Regions from separate parts of the Mus musculus genome. Here regions 1 and 2 are each linked to region 3. A link is a contact called in public HiChIP or PLAC-seq and promoter capture Hi-C data. All regions are on one chromosome and are shown on one strand. The core of a region is the stretch at or near the end of the contact, and the rest is flanking DNA. Distances in the headings are between cores, read along the strand shown.

Region 1 (4,790 bases), core at 1,297-3,796, 230 kb after region 3:
GCAGGCATCTTACCAGTAGAACAGTTACAGGTCAGAAAAGTTCAGGAATAGCTGAGTGTTAGAGTGACATCTGTCATCACAGCACATAGGAGGCTGAGGCAGGAGAATGGAGCTTTAGACTAGCCTCCATTACATACGGAGGGCCTGTCTTAGCAAAAGAAAAGAGGGCCGGAGAAAGGGCTCAGTCAGTGCGGTTCTTGCCACAGAAGCACGAGAGAAAGTCAGTCCTCTGAGCTCATGGTTAGAAGCCCTGCATGAGGATTGTGGCGGTTTAAATAAGAATAGCCCCATTGGGCTGGTGAGATGGCTCAGGGGTCAAGAGTGCCAACTGCTCTTCCAAAGGTCCTGAGTTCAAATCCCAGCAACCACATGGTGGCTCACAACCATCCGTAACAAAATCTGATGCTCTCTTCTGGAGTGTCTGAAGATAGCTACAGTGTGCTTACATATAATAAATAAATATTAAAAACAAACAAACAAAAAAACAAAAAAAGAATGGCCCCATAACTCATATATTCAAATGCTTAGTTACCTGGGAGTGGCCCTATTTGAGAAGGATTAGAAGGATTAGGAGGTGTGGACCTGTTAAAGGAAGTGTGTCACTGGGGTGAAGTAGAAACTTAAGGGCTCTTTGGAAAGTCAGTTATGTTGGATGGTGTTTTACTGGGACAATCACGTGAAGGGGTGTTTTCCTGAAGTGGACACAGGTGGAAAGTTAAGGCAGACTCGGGAAGGAATGTTTGGCTGAAGCAGACACAGAAAAAAAATGTTCTGCTAAAGCAAACACATGAAAAGACATGTGATGAGAGATTCTTCGCTAAAGACACACATGTATTGGTCTGCCTTACATTGCATAGTTGAGCTCCATTTACTGGGATGCCAAAGAGAGAAACGCACCAAAAAACTTCTGGTGGTATGCTGCAGTTTCTTGCTGCTCCCTCGAACTTGGGCTGATTGACAGAGTGGTGTCAGCTGAGACAGACACACATGCTAAGGCAAAGACACACGCTGAGACAAGACCCGTAGAAGACACGTGATGTTTAGATGTGAGTACCCGGTAGACAGTAATCGAGGCATATCAGCTTGCTTATCAAGTTCGCCGCTGTGCAATGCTTGTGGGTCTCACATCTTCCCTGATCTTCGATTTGCTGGGAGACGCACAGCAGAGAACTTTCCCTGGCATTCCTCCCTAATTCTAATTCCTGCTGACCTGTGCTGAGGCTGAGGCCTGTCTCTGCTAGGGCGTGCCACCACTGCTAACCCACGTTTGCTAACCTGACTACGGAACTGGACTGCTGATATAGCCGTAAAGTATTTGTGAGTGGATCAAGCTGCCGCTGCTGACCTATGAACGGAACTGGTGACTTTCACACAACACAGACGGAAGTCGCTCCAAAGAACCTTTCTAAACAGGTCCACTTCCCCGGTATCCATTCTTTTCCACTACCTCTAGTGGGCTAAAAGAGAGGTTACACCGTTTAAGGACCATCATTAAAAATAAGGTTTAAAAAAATTAAAGTTATACTGGAGAATGGGCTTTGAGATTTCAAAAGCCTGTACCAGACTCTCTCTCCCTCCCCTCCCTTCCCCTGCCATGCCTCCCTCCATGATGATAATGGACTAAACCTCTGAAACTGTAGGCCAGCCCCCAGTTAAATGTTTTCTTTTTTAGGAGTCAGGGTGTTTCTTCACAGCAATACAATAGTGACCAGGGCAATGATACATGCATTTAAGCCCAGTGCCGGAAAGGCGGAGACAGGGGGATTCCCTGGAGCTCCCTGGCCAGCCAACGTAGCCTACTTGGCGATCCTCAGGGCAGTGAAAAAACATGCACACATAGGTGCATACGTGTGCACTGGGACTACACACACATACATGCACATGCGTGTGTGCACACAGATGCAGGCATGTGCACACACTTACACACACACATAACGTGAACAGAAGAAAGGAAAGAGAAAGTGAAGGATGGAGAGAGGGGAGTAGTAAGAAAGGAAGGGAAATGACAAAGGGAGGGAAGAGAGAGAAGAAAAGGAAGGTACTGAGGGCTGGTGATATGGTTTAGAAAGTAAAGGAGCTTGCTGCCAAGCCTGAGGACCTGAGTTCAATCCCCAGGCCCCAAATGGTAAGAGAGACCAACCCCAGCAAACAGCCCTCCACATGTGCATGCAGCACGCATATGCTCCCTCTCAAAGACAGCGAGTAATAGTTTTTAGAAAGAACACATACTTATAGAACCAGGAGCTGAGAAGATAAAATTAATTTCCCAGATTCCATCCCAGTCTCAGTGTTGCAGCCATGACTGAACTGGTCCCAGGGTTGGTTGCCTCTTCCTTACCTCCTAGCCTGGTGGCCCTGCCCTAAAACAACATTTCCAAGACCCTGACCTCTGGGGAACAGCGCCTGCTTGCTTCAACTAACAAAGGAACACATGGAGCAGGCAGGAAAGAACCAAGCCAGCATTCAGCCAGTCCCTGCTACCCCAGCCAGGGACTGGAGGGGACCGGAAAGGGGAGGGGGAGGGGAGAATGGTAGCAGGAAGAGGGGAGGAGGCAGAGGGCTGAGCTGGCCCTCTGTGACTCAGCCGGGCTCTGGGACAGAGAATTGGTTGGGGGTGGGGTGGGGGAGGACTTGGGAAAGCTGTGACATGTCCATACACTGGCCTCTGGCCACAGTGCAGCTGATGGCTGAGGCCATGAAGTGAGAGCCTGCAGTCTGAAGCCAGTTTCACTCCAAGAGGCCTTAGGATATGAAGCCATGTGACAGTCCTTGGGGTTCTCACCTATCTGGGATACAGGTAGCACAGGCATGGTCAGCACACAGTGATTCCAGCACGAGAGGCAGAGGAAGAAAGACTTCAAGTTCCAGGTGGACAAAATGGCCTAGCAAGTTTAGACAATTGCCACCAAACCTGACGGCCTAAGTTGGATCCTCAGGGCTCAGGTGGTAGAAGGGCAAAACTGATACATACATACACATGCTAAAATGTAATAAAATAATAAACCAAGCTTGGAGTATAGCTGGGTCAGGAGAGGGCTTGCCTAGTATGCATGAAGCCCTGGGTTCGATCCCCTGCCCTCCTAAACCAGGGTGGGCACACCTGTGATCCCAAAAGTAGGGAGGTGGGGTGGGAGGATCAGAAGTTCAGGGTTATCCTCAGCTACATAGTGAGTCTGAGGTCAGCCTGGGCTATAAAAACAATTTTAATCTCAGTGCTCAGGAGGCAGGGGGCTGGGGTCCTGGTGCCTGAATTGGGAAGCTTGTAAAACCAGGAGTATCCCAGATACTTGACAGAGGTCAGGAGGCCCATGTTACAACTCTCTGGTGACACTGTTCACACAAGCATTGTCTGGGAACTTGGGTCTAACAGAAGCAACAGGCCCCTGTGTGCTGTCCTCAATCGCCACTTACTGGGAAGAAACCCGAGCTCTGTTGCAGGGTTTCCATTTCAGCTGCCTGGGGGTGACCCGCTCACCACAGGACAGTAGGAGACAGGGCCCAGGATTCTGGCCCAGTGAATGCGGTAGTGGCCTAGAGAGGGGAACAGTGCCAAGTAGAGCAAGAGAAAGCCCAAGTCCTATGAGGTAATATGGCCCCGGGGCAGGGAAGAGGGCAGCAGGATGTAGGCACCATGGCCCAGAACTCCAGCCAAGCCGCTGGCCCTGGCTCATTCACTGGGCACTTCTACCAGGAGATGGTCCCTCGATAAGGGTGACACTAGACACTAGACTGACACTAGACATGCCCAGCCTCTTTAAAAAATATATATGTATATGTATGTATATGTATGTATATATGTATATATATGTATGCATACACATACATATGTGTATATATAGGGGGGAGGGATATATGCATGCCCTATGCACGAAGGGTTCCAACTTGGCAGCAACTTGGGGGGTGGGGTCATCTGGTCATTTCTCTCCTTCCAGAAGAAGTCTTCAGGGCTCGAACTCAGGTCTTCAGGCTTGGCAGCAAGCCCCTTTCCCTGCTGAGCCAGCTTGAGTCCCTTCTTTTCCATATTTGTTATATAGCCCAAGTTGGTCTCAGGCTTTCCATCCTCCTGCCTCTTTCTCCCCAGTGCTGAGATTAAGGGCCCAGGACACCATTCTAACTGCATTTGGCTGAGGATCAGGGAACACAGGCAGCTTGCCGTGGGTCACCGAGAGGTCACCCGATTCCATGACCTCCCAGCTGAAGACAAGCAAAGGCTGCGTCTGGGACGGTCCCTCCCTGTGAGTCTTGCCAACTTCCAGGCAAAAAACAAAGTCCAAGTTTTAAACCAGCTGTGCCTCAGGCTCGGGAGAATGGGAGAGATGGAGTCCATCTGCCTGGGTCCCTGTCCCCACCCTTCTCCCATCACTCTCCCCTGGTCACCAGGGTCAGCAGGATGCTGGGAACAGCCAGGCCCAAGCCTTACACAGCTGTGTAACTCCTGCCAAGCCCACGGTGAAACATGTGAAGAGTGTGACAGAACAGATAAGGAAACTGGTTGGGGTCTTCGGACCCCTTGACAGTGCCTAGAGGCCTGACCACCATGCGGAGAGGGACGGCAGCAGAGACCAGCGGGAGGCTCTGGGAGAGCCTCCAAGCCAAGGAGCAGCAGCAGCTAGTCCCTATGCAGACATGACTTCGGGGTGGGGGGATGGATGAAGCTGGGAAAAGCAAGCTGGGGGTGGGTGGCAGACCAGCAGCAAACAGCCCCCCTCTCCCAATCAACCGCCAGCTGTGGGGTTTATTTGGTTGGTTGTTTGCTTGCTTTTTGATTTGTGAGACAGTCTCTTTAGTTA
Region 2 (4,658 bases), core at 1,769-4,268, 170 kb after region 3:
GATTCTAGAAAAAAAAATGGCCAGAGAAGCCAGGTGTGATGGTATACACCTGTCATCTCAGCACTTGGGAGGTAGAGGCAGAAGGATCAAAAATTTCAGGTTATTCTCGGAGTTGAGGCCGGTTTGGATGAGTGAGACCCTGTCTCAAAACAAACAATGAAACAGCAAGAGAGAGAGAGAGAGAGAGAGTGCTAGACACACAAACACACAGACAGACAGAAAGAGAGAGAGACAGACACACAGAGAGAAAGGGACAGATAGATACACAGATACAGAGAGAAAGAGACAGACAACAGAGAGCCAGACACAGACACACAGAGACAACAGATACAGACAGACACAGTGAAAGAGAGAGACAGATACACAGAGAGATAAATAGATGATAGATATATAGATATATAGATCTATCTATCTACCTATCTATCTATGTATATATATTGATAGATAGATAGATAGATAGATAGATAGATAGATAGATAGATAGATAGATAGATAGATAGACAGGCAGACAGATGAGAGATCTGATACCTCTTCAGTAAACAAACCATGTGCAGGCGGTCCTGGCCTGGGACATGGCAGCCCTGCAGGCAGTGGTCAGGGCATTGCCTGTGGACATGAACTTGGTGTTGCACAGGAAAAAATCTGAGACACAGAGGCTTTGCCAAGTGGGCAAGAAGAACACTGCAGAAATTTTCTGAGTGTGTACATGTGTACATATATGTGTGTATGCTTGGGTGCCCCTGTGTATGGATGTGTATGAGTGCACAGGCAATGTATGTGGGTGTATATATATATATATATATATATATATATATATGCACATGTGTGCCTGTACAACATGTAGCACTGTATGACTATGGCTGTGAATATACCTGTAGATATGACTGTCCACTTGTGCTTGTGCAAGAGCATGTGTTTATGTGCATACAAGGTGTTTGTGTGTATATGCATATATACATATATGCATGTTTGGCTTGTATATATGTGGTATGTGTGCTTGAGTATATATGCACACACACATATATGTGTGTGTGTGTGTGTGTATAGTACAGGTGTGTCTATGAGTATCCATGTATGTATGTATATTGTATAGGCATATTTTTCTGTGTGAGCTGTGTGGATATGTGCTATTAATGTGTATATTTATGTTTACATGTATATGCAATGGGTGTGCAAGTGTAGATATGTGTACATGTTTTTTTTGTTTTGTTTTGTTTTGTTTTTGAGACAGGGTTCTCTGTGTAGCCCTAGCTGTCCTGGAACTCACTCTGTAGACCAGGTTGGCCTCAAAGTCAGAAATCTGCCTGCCTCTGCCTCTGCCTCTGCCTCTGGAGTGCTGGGATTAAAGGAGTACGCCACCACTGCCCGGCTTTTTTTGTTTTGTTTTGTTTTTTTTATGTGTACATAAACAATATATGTTAATATATGTGTATGCATGTATTAGTCAGTGTTCTCTGCTCCAGCTACGTTAACACTGCTAGATATGAAAGGAAAGTTCAAGAATCCAGTAGTTTCTCAGTCCATGAAGCTGGAAGTCTCAGCTGGTCTTTGCTGTACACTGCAATCCTGAAGAAGCAATCTCTAATGCCAGTGAAGGAATGGGAGAGCTAACAAGGCAAGAGCAAACAGAGAAAGCAAAAGCTTCCTTTTCCTCCTCCTTCTGGGTCCTTAGATAGGCTTTGAGCAGAAGGTGTGGCCCAGATTAAAGGATATTTTTCCCCCAACTCAAGTGATGATCTGGATTAAAGGTGTGTCTGCCTGCTTCACGATCCAAATTAAAGGTGTGTCTTTTTCAATTTCCAATTAAGCAAAAATCCCTTACAAGTGTGCCCTACATTGTGGGGTTTTAGTTAATTCCAGATGTAGTCAAGTTGACAATCAAAAATAGCAACTGCAATGCATGTGTATATAAAGTAAGTGTATGTATAGATACACATGTGCACACATGGATGCTTATACACATATGTGTGTAGTATTGTGTGGATGACTGTATGTGTATACATGTGAATATTCTGGTATGTGTATGTGTGTGTGGATAATTATGAGTGTATGTGCTCATATATCAGTGGACGTCCATATGTGCCTATGTAGTTGTATGTGTACAACATAGTGAGTGAGTGAGGCATGTGCTTACATGAAAAGGCTTCTCTGGAGGATAAGGTTTGAGCTAGAAACTCAGGACCAGGCCAGAGTGGACAGTGGTTCAGAAAGGTTAGCATAGATTAAAGGGGTGTCCTAAAGGTTAGCATAGGTTAAAGGGGTGTCCTAATTTGCTTTCTGTTGCAACAAAACACTGACCAAAATCAAATTGGGGAGGAAAGGGTTTATTTGACTTACAAGTTACAGTCTATCCACCTGTCCACCCATCCATCCATATTTGATTCAGGGCAGGAATCAAAGCAGGGGCCATGGAGGGATGCTGCTTACTGGTCCTTGCCTTGCTCGGCTACCTGCCTAGGAATGGTACCTCCCACAGTGGGCTGGACCCTTGCCCATCAATCATCAACTAAGAACACGCCCCCTAGACCTGCCAGTCTAGGAGGCAATTCCTCAACTGAGGTCCCCTCTTCCCAGGTGTGTCTAGTTGGCAACTGGAGCTTTGACGGGGGTTAGGGGGGTGAAGAACAGAAGGTGGTGGATGCAGCATAGAGCAGGCATGTGGACTGAGTGAGGGCAAAAGGGAGATGCGCCCGATTTGCGAAACAGTCTGGGAAATCCAGTGTGAAGTGGTCCAGTAGGGCAGGGGGAAAGGCAGCTGCTGAGCCACGGAAGGGGCTTTGAGGGTGACTCTGAGGGCAGCATAGGGGACAGCTAGTTCTTCCCTCTGTTGTCACTTGAGAGAAAGGTTCCAGACAAGAGCCAGAACTATGCGTTCTCAATTCAGCAAGGACCCCAGCAAAGGCATGTTGAGTCACTCAACGGCAGACAAGGATCTGGGTATAGGAAGGGGGATCCGAGTCCAGGGACATGAAATCCTACCTAAAGGGTTCCTGGAAATGAATTGAATGTCCCCTTTCTAGCTGGCTTCTGTTGCTAAGATGGATAGGTGGACAGATGGATAGCCACATAGGAGTCTGAACCAAGCCTGGTGGCTTCTTGGGACCACCCCACCAGGGAACTATAGGGCCGGGAGGGAGATACTTTGTGCCTTTCCTGTGCAGGCTTGCCAGTCAGGTTCTATGCCTTTTAAGTGCCATAGAGATGACCGGAAGGTGCAGCAGCTGAGGGCGACACCTTGTGGTGAGTTCTGTGCATTACAGGAGGGACTATAAATATACATGCATACCTTATATGTATGTCATCTCCCACTGTGTCCTCTTCACTGCCCCAACTCACCTTTCTCTTTCTGCCCTGTTTTTTCTTTCTTCTCTTCTCCAATCTCCTCTTTTTTTTCTCCCTTCCTCTCTCTCCCCGACCTCTTCCCTGTCTCCTCCCACTCTACCTATCCTCCCTCTCTTCCTCCCCCTCCTTCACGCCCCCCAGGCCGTCTTTAAATTTACTGTGTAAGCTGGTGCTAAGACCAGGCTGTGGCCTGCTGTAAGTTACTCTATATTGACTAAAACTGCCTTTTTTTCAGGTTGTGTCTTGCCCCCAGGAGTCTCTATTTTGGGGTGGAGGATGACGGCTCCCGCCCAAACGGATCTGCAGACACCATCATTCACGTAGCACAGACTAGTATGTGACTTATTCCTGGGCGTAGAAAGCTGGGTGCAGTGGCACATGCCTTTAATCCCAGCACTCAGGGGGCAGAGGCAGGCGAATTTCCGAGTTCGAGGGTAGCCTGGTCTACAGAATGAGTTCCAGGACAGACAGGGCTACACAGAGAAACCATGTCTCGAGAAACCAAAAAACAAAACAAAACAAAACAGAAAAAAAAAGAGTGACATCCAGGACAATCAAGGGACACACAATGAGACCCTGCCTCAATAAGCAAAAATAAATAAACAAATAAAATTTAATAAGGGTGCCACCCTTCAGGACAAATTGAGACTCTAGGGGCATATGGGTGATTGAAAATATTAGACACACCAAAGAAAGAGTGTAACCCCCTCACCTGGAGCCCTTAAAGTGACGAAGCAGTGGCCCCCACACCTTCTTGTCATCTGACACTCAGTGTGCGAATGAAGGACCAATATACAGAACACTCCAGGCTGCCTCTGGGGTCTCAGCACAGCGTGGTCCCTGGACTAAGAAAAACACTGAGTGCTGTAAGCCAGATTTAATAAAGCATCCTAGAAGCAGAACAGTTATCTGAGAGCTGTAGCCTATGCCCAACTTCAGAGGTTTCACAGGGGAACAATATTAGCAACCGGAGTAAGGGGTTTTTTTAGATTTTAAAATTTTTTTAAAGATTTATTTATTTATTATATGTAAGTACACTGCAGCTGTCTTCAGACACCCCAGAAGAGGGAGCCAGATCTCATTATGGATGGTTGTGAGCCACCATGTGGTTGCTGGGATTTGAACTTGGGACCTTTAGAAGGCCAGTCAGTGCTCTTAACCACTGAGCCATCTCTCCAGCCCCTTAGATTTATTTATGTATTTATTTTATGTATATGAGTACACCATAGCTATACAGATGGTTGTAAGCCTTCATGTGGTTGTTGGGAATTGAATTTCAGGACCTCTGCTCACTCTGGTCAGTCATGCTCGCTCAG
Region 3 (4,706 bases), core at 408-2,907:
CACTTGGTCTTTAACCCCAACGCTGGCGAGGCAGAAGCAGGCGGATCTCTGTATTCCAGATCAGCCTGCTCTACCTAAGAGTTCCAGAGCAGCCATACTGAGATTTCCCGCACCTCAAAAAAAAAAAAAAAAAAAAAAAAGGGCAAAATTGAGAAAAAAAAATAGAAGTGCAGGAGTAAACTTTTTCCCCCGTTCCTTCTCTTAACCCCGAAGGCTGAGTGCTTGCCCAAGCCAGACTGATTATTTTCATAGCCTCAAGGCTAAAGTCTTCCTTCCGGTCATTGTGTTTATTTCCATCTCCTCCTCCCTAACGCCCCCACCCCCAAAAAAAGTCCTGGCCCCGAGGGACCTGCAAGCGACCAGCTCCGGACAAAGCCCACGGCTGGGCTCCACCTGGGAGCAGGGCGGAGCACCGGACAGCCAGGGCGGGCACTGGCTTCCAAGCCTGGTGGCTCCCGCCCCCCTGCCGGGGGCCCCCACCGCAGTTACCAGGCACCGACGCCCCGCCCCCACGGTGCCCGCCGGCCAATCGCACGCAGCCTGCTGCCCTAAGCTCCGCAAGCCCTGGACACACGGACACACACACACACACACGCTCTCATAGCGAACCCGACACACACACACACACATACAAACATATACACACACACACAAACGCTCACACAGCGAACCCGAGCGCGACCCCACGGGGCTCAGGAGGGGCCGTGGCACCCCGCGCGCCCGCGCGCGCGTCCCCGAGCGAGCCCTCCCAGCCAATCAGGAGCGAAGGAGCAGGGCTGCGCGGCCCCGCCGGGGTACGCTAACTCGTCCGCTCGTTCACGCGCGGGGGGCTGCTCGCGCGAGACCATCCCTCTCAAACACCCCCAACCCAGTCCCCCGACCACCGTCCACGCGTCTGGATACAATGTACGCAGGCGCGGAACGCCGCGAGTCCTCCCCCACGCACCACGGGTGTGCGCGTGCAACTGTCGTCTCCCCCCACCACCAGCCGCCCCATCCCCCCAAAAAAGCCGCGTCGCGTCCGCTGCCAAGGCCCCCAAGTAGAGTGGACTTTGGGGGGGGTCACAGCGCGTCCGCTTCCTCACCCCGAAGTTGTCCCCTTGCCACTCGCAGCGCGCCAAGCGACCCCAACTCTCACGCCCGAGTCGGTGCACACACTCCCGACGGGGGCAGAGTGTCGAATAAAGACGCCCCTGTTCGCCATGGCACCCCGAGGCAGAGGGGGACGACGGAGGGGACACTCGAGGGAAAGGGGACGATCTGAGGCGACAGGGACTCACCCGAAGAGCAGCCGGGGAGGGTCGGGGAGGGGGGGATGCGGACAGCAAGCGAGTGTAGGCCGGAGGGGCCTCGGCGAGCTGGCGAACGGGGTGGAGGTGAGAGGGCGAGGGGGGCCCGTGCGTCTCGGCCGTGCTCCTGTCACCGCCGCATGGCCGCCCCCGGCGGGGCCTCGCTCCACGCTGGGTCGCCAGACGCCGGGGGGGGGGGGGGGGAACAGGGACGAAGCCCAGGGATAACCGCGGCAGGCGGGCGGCAAGCGCGTGCAGGGAAGCGGGGGGGCCGCCGGTGCCCCCTTTTCTCTGCTCTCCCAGCTTATCTCTCACCCTCCTCCTCCTCCTTTTTTTTCCCCCTTTTTTTTTTTTTGCCTTTTTTTTTTTTTTTTTTTTTTTTTGTTCCTCGAAGGTGCCGCTGCGCGTGCGCACAAGCAGCACCGCCCACCGGGAGTTGTAGTTCTGAACCCGCGCTCACCTACGCAACGGGTGGGTACCCCGAACTATAACTCCCAGACAGCCTTGCGGCATGAACCCTGATTCTCTCCCCACCGCCCCCCTCTAGGCCGAGGCGAAGCGCCGCGGCGCCCGGCCCTCTCCGGCTTGGACTGTCAATGGAAGCGCGCGGGTGGTGGGAGCGAGAACATGGCTGCACCTGGGGCCTGCGCGGCCGCCCGGATGGGGGAGGGGAGTGGGGTGAGACCTAGAACTTAGTGTCCCCCCCCTTCCTTCTCCAGCAGGCCACAACTTCCACTTAAATAACTCTTTGCTACCAACATCCCTTTGCAAATTGCAAAGTTAGGGACATTGCAAAGGCCAGGGGAGCCCCGGGGCTGGCCTGTCGCCTGATTTGCAGAGGGAGGTCCCCCCAGCTCCGGGACACAAAGAACTCAATGTTTTCAAAGCTGGCTTTAGAAGCAACCAGAGTGGACTTGCCCAAACTTGGGACAGGCAACGGATGGGAGGGGGTGAGGAACTCGTGATTTCCATTTCTTCTCTCTTCGAGTCTTTACACAGCTCCACATTTAGAAGGAGAATTGAAGAAATCCTGATCGTCCCCACAGCTACAAAGAAAGTAAACTTAAGACCCTCCTCCGGCCATTATATTTATTTTTCTCAACTACTTCATAAGATCAATGACTTTCGAAGAGTATCAACTAACTGTTCATCTAAGTTAAATGCAAAAGTTAAAAAAGCCCGAGTCTGAAGAACTTAGCTGTTAATGCAAAGGACAGAATTGGGTGAATTTGTGGTGTTTGTTCGTTTGTTTTTTCCTTTTTCTTTTTTCTTTTTTTTCCTTCCCACCGCTTATGTCCGCCGAATATTCGGGCGCCCTCCCCCACCCGTTGCTTCTCGGTAGGTGGCGGCCACAAGGCTTTTTCCAGCCTCCCAGCCTCTTTGTCGCTTGCTGGAAAACTTTCCGTGCAAGCCACTCTTTTGATGTAGTTCCAAAACCCTGCCTTTGAATTCGGGTTCAAGGATTGGCGTTCTCTGGTCGACTTTCTTGTATGAAACCGCACCCACAAAGCCTCATCTACAATCTCCATGTTGGATTTCTTTGCACTCCACGGAGTCTTTAAGGATTCCTGGGAAGCAGTCTGATTAGAGAAGCCGCCTACGTTTTTTGGTTTTTATTACGATTTTCCCTAACAATATTTACACCCTTCGTTTCCTTTCCTAATCCGATTGTGACTCAACTCTGTCGACTCTGTCCAGGGCTATTCATTAAGTTGTCAAAAGAACAACTTGCTCTTTGCCCCCGGATTTCACTGCTCTTTGGAATATTTAACCAGATTCCATAAGACCGAAACAGGAGTCCTACTCCTTTGCAGCAGGGGCTACGTTCTAAGATGCATGCCTGAAATTAAATCACTCCAAACTTTTTTCCCTACATATGCTTAGGATGAAAGTTCTGCAAGGTCCTGGGATGCACACCTGACATTCCAACACTTGGGAGGATATGAGCTGGAGAAGAGACTGTCCAAGTAGGGAATTCATGTCAGCCAGGGCTAGGAGATAAGACCATGTTTCTCAAAACAACAAAGAAAGAAAACATTACAAAGGTTTTTGTTTTAATTACATACAAAAGATTAAAAATAACACAGTGATACTAAAACAATATTCTGGGGCCAGGATGTAGCTTAGCTGGTAGTGTGCTTGCCAACATGCACAGGCCCCTACCTTCAGCACTACATACATACATACATACACTACATGAAACATAAAGGGTAACGTACATACATACATACGTGGTTTATGTACTACAGGAAACATAAAGGGTACCACATATCTGTAATCCCAGCCCATGGGAGATGGAGGCAGAAAGACAAGTTCAACTTTGTCCCCTGCTATACAGAGACTCTGAAGTCAAACAGGGATCCATGCGACCTTGTATTCAGTAACAGTAGCAATAATATTGATAAACCATTCGTAACAATATATCATAACATCTATATGAATATCACTCAAAACACTCAGTTGTCCACACCCTCCTGCCTCCTTTCACGACAGGGAAAGACTGGCTTCGGCTGGCAACCTTGATCTTTGGCCAACTTTTCCCACTGCTGGAGTGTACTGGAGCTTCTTTGTGCACAGGCAGTGCCTGTCAGTAACGCTTGTATTTTCCAGTTCAGACTCGTTCCTCTGTAACCATCTCTTACTGCATTAAATGGTTTTCATCTCTTAGACGGTCTTAATCCTCTCAGGAGAGGACTTGTTCCATAGATGCCATTGGTCTGTTTTGGCTTTGAAATGGCTCTCACTCTGTAGCCTGATCTAACCTCTGAGTTCTGGGATAAGCAGTGTGCCCAGTGCCAGGTCTGAAGTCTCCACAGGTGGCCAGTGCTTCCTGACAAGTCAAAACTACCTACAATCTAAACAAGATTTCTGTTAGGTCTTCAACCCTCAAAGTTCAAACAATTTCATCTTCATTATGCAAACATCATGACTGTAATCTTTGCTTACTGAAATGGTAGAGATACCATTTTCCCTCACAGTTTCATAGAAGACTCCTTTTTGTAGATCTTAGAAAAAAATTTTTTATTTTAGCTTTAAAGATTGAACCCAGGGCCTCCAGTGTGTTAGGCAAAGCAATCAATCAATCCACAACCTGGGCTATCTCAGTCCATCTTTTAATCTGCCACTGGGCTATCTCAGTCCATCATTAGCATGTTCTTTTGAGGCAGGGTCTCACTAAATATCCCAGGTTAGTCTCAAATTCAACTTTGTAGCCCAGGAAAACTTTAAACATTTGCTCCTCCTGCCTCAGTCTCCCTAACGTGTAGGATTGAAGGTGTTTACCCATCATGGCTGGCTTTTCAATTAACTTAAAATTTTTCATTTAAAGAAAAAGCTTTGCCGGCCCGTGGTGGCTCACTCCTTTAATCCCAGCACTTGGGAGACAGAGGCAGGCAGATTTCTGTGTTCGAGGCCAGA

The links. Promoter capture Hi-C pulls out the DNA fragments that hold promoters and counts their contacts. HiChIP or PLAC-seq counts read pairs in DNA pulled down with a chosen protein or histone mark.
Region 1: an H3K27ac HiChIP or PLAC-seq map of embryonic stem cells shows a contact between it and region 3, with 7 read pairs. The contact joins the enhancer-like site here to the promoter of Gtf2i in region 3. A contact is called at or near these places in 2 of 484 Hi-C or Micro-C datasets (cerebral cortex and embryonic stem cells), 5 of 115 datasets of contacts at active chromatin or transcription factors (embryonic stem cells, extraembryonic endoderm stem cells and pancreatic cancer cells) and 3 of 9 other capture datasets (adipose tissue, liver and pancreatic islet).
Region 2: a contact with region 3 is called in a promoter capture Hi-C map of hematopoietic stem and progenitor cells. The contact joins the enhancer-like site here to the promoter of Gtf2i in region 3. A contact is called at or near these places in 12 of 39 promoter capture datasets (the C10 cell line, the HPC-7 cell line, cranial neural crest and 7 more), 3 of 115 datasets of contacts at active chromatin or transcription factors (embryonic midbrain, embryonic stem cells and regulatory T cell precursor) and 2 of 9 other capture datasets (adipose tissue and liver).

Annotation. Positions count from the first base shown.
Region 1 is chr5:134,537,580-134,542,369 of GRCm38.p6, forward strand. The region is part of intron 1 of Clip2 (CAP-GLY domain containing linker protein 2); the gene reads right to left. Among named protein-coding and RNA genes, the nearest start is that of Clip2, 12 kb to the right of the region's middle. Within about 2 kb of position 2,547, at least 227 of the 459 cell types and tissues checked have an H3K27ac peak or open chromatin away from gene starts, as enhancers often do. A contact at or near this core is called in adipose tissue, cerebral cortex, embryonic stem cells and 2 more, where this site is marked.
Region 2 is chr5:134,482,898-134,487,555 of GRCm38.p6, forward strand. No RefSeq gene overlaps it. Among named protein-coding and RNA genes, the nearest start is that of Gtf2ird1, 29 kb to the left of the region's middle. Within about 2 kb of position 3,019, at least 16 of the 459 cell types and tissues checked have an H3K27ac peak or open chromatin away from gene starts, as enhancers often do.
Region 3 is chr5:134,313,103-134,317,808 of GRCm38.p6, forward strand. It overlaps Gtf2i (general transcription factor II I), which reads right to left and starts at 1,658. Exons shown (of 34, transcript NM_010365.4): 1 at 1,281-1,658.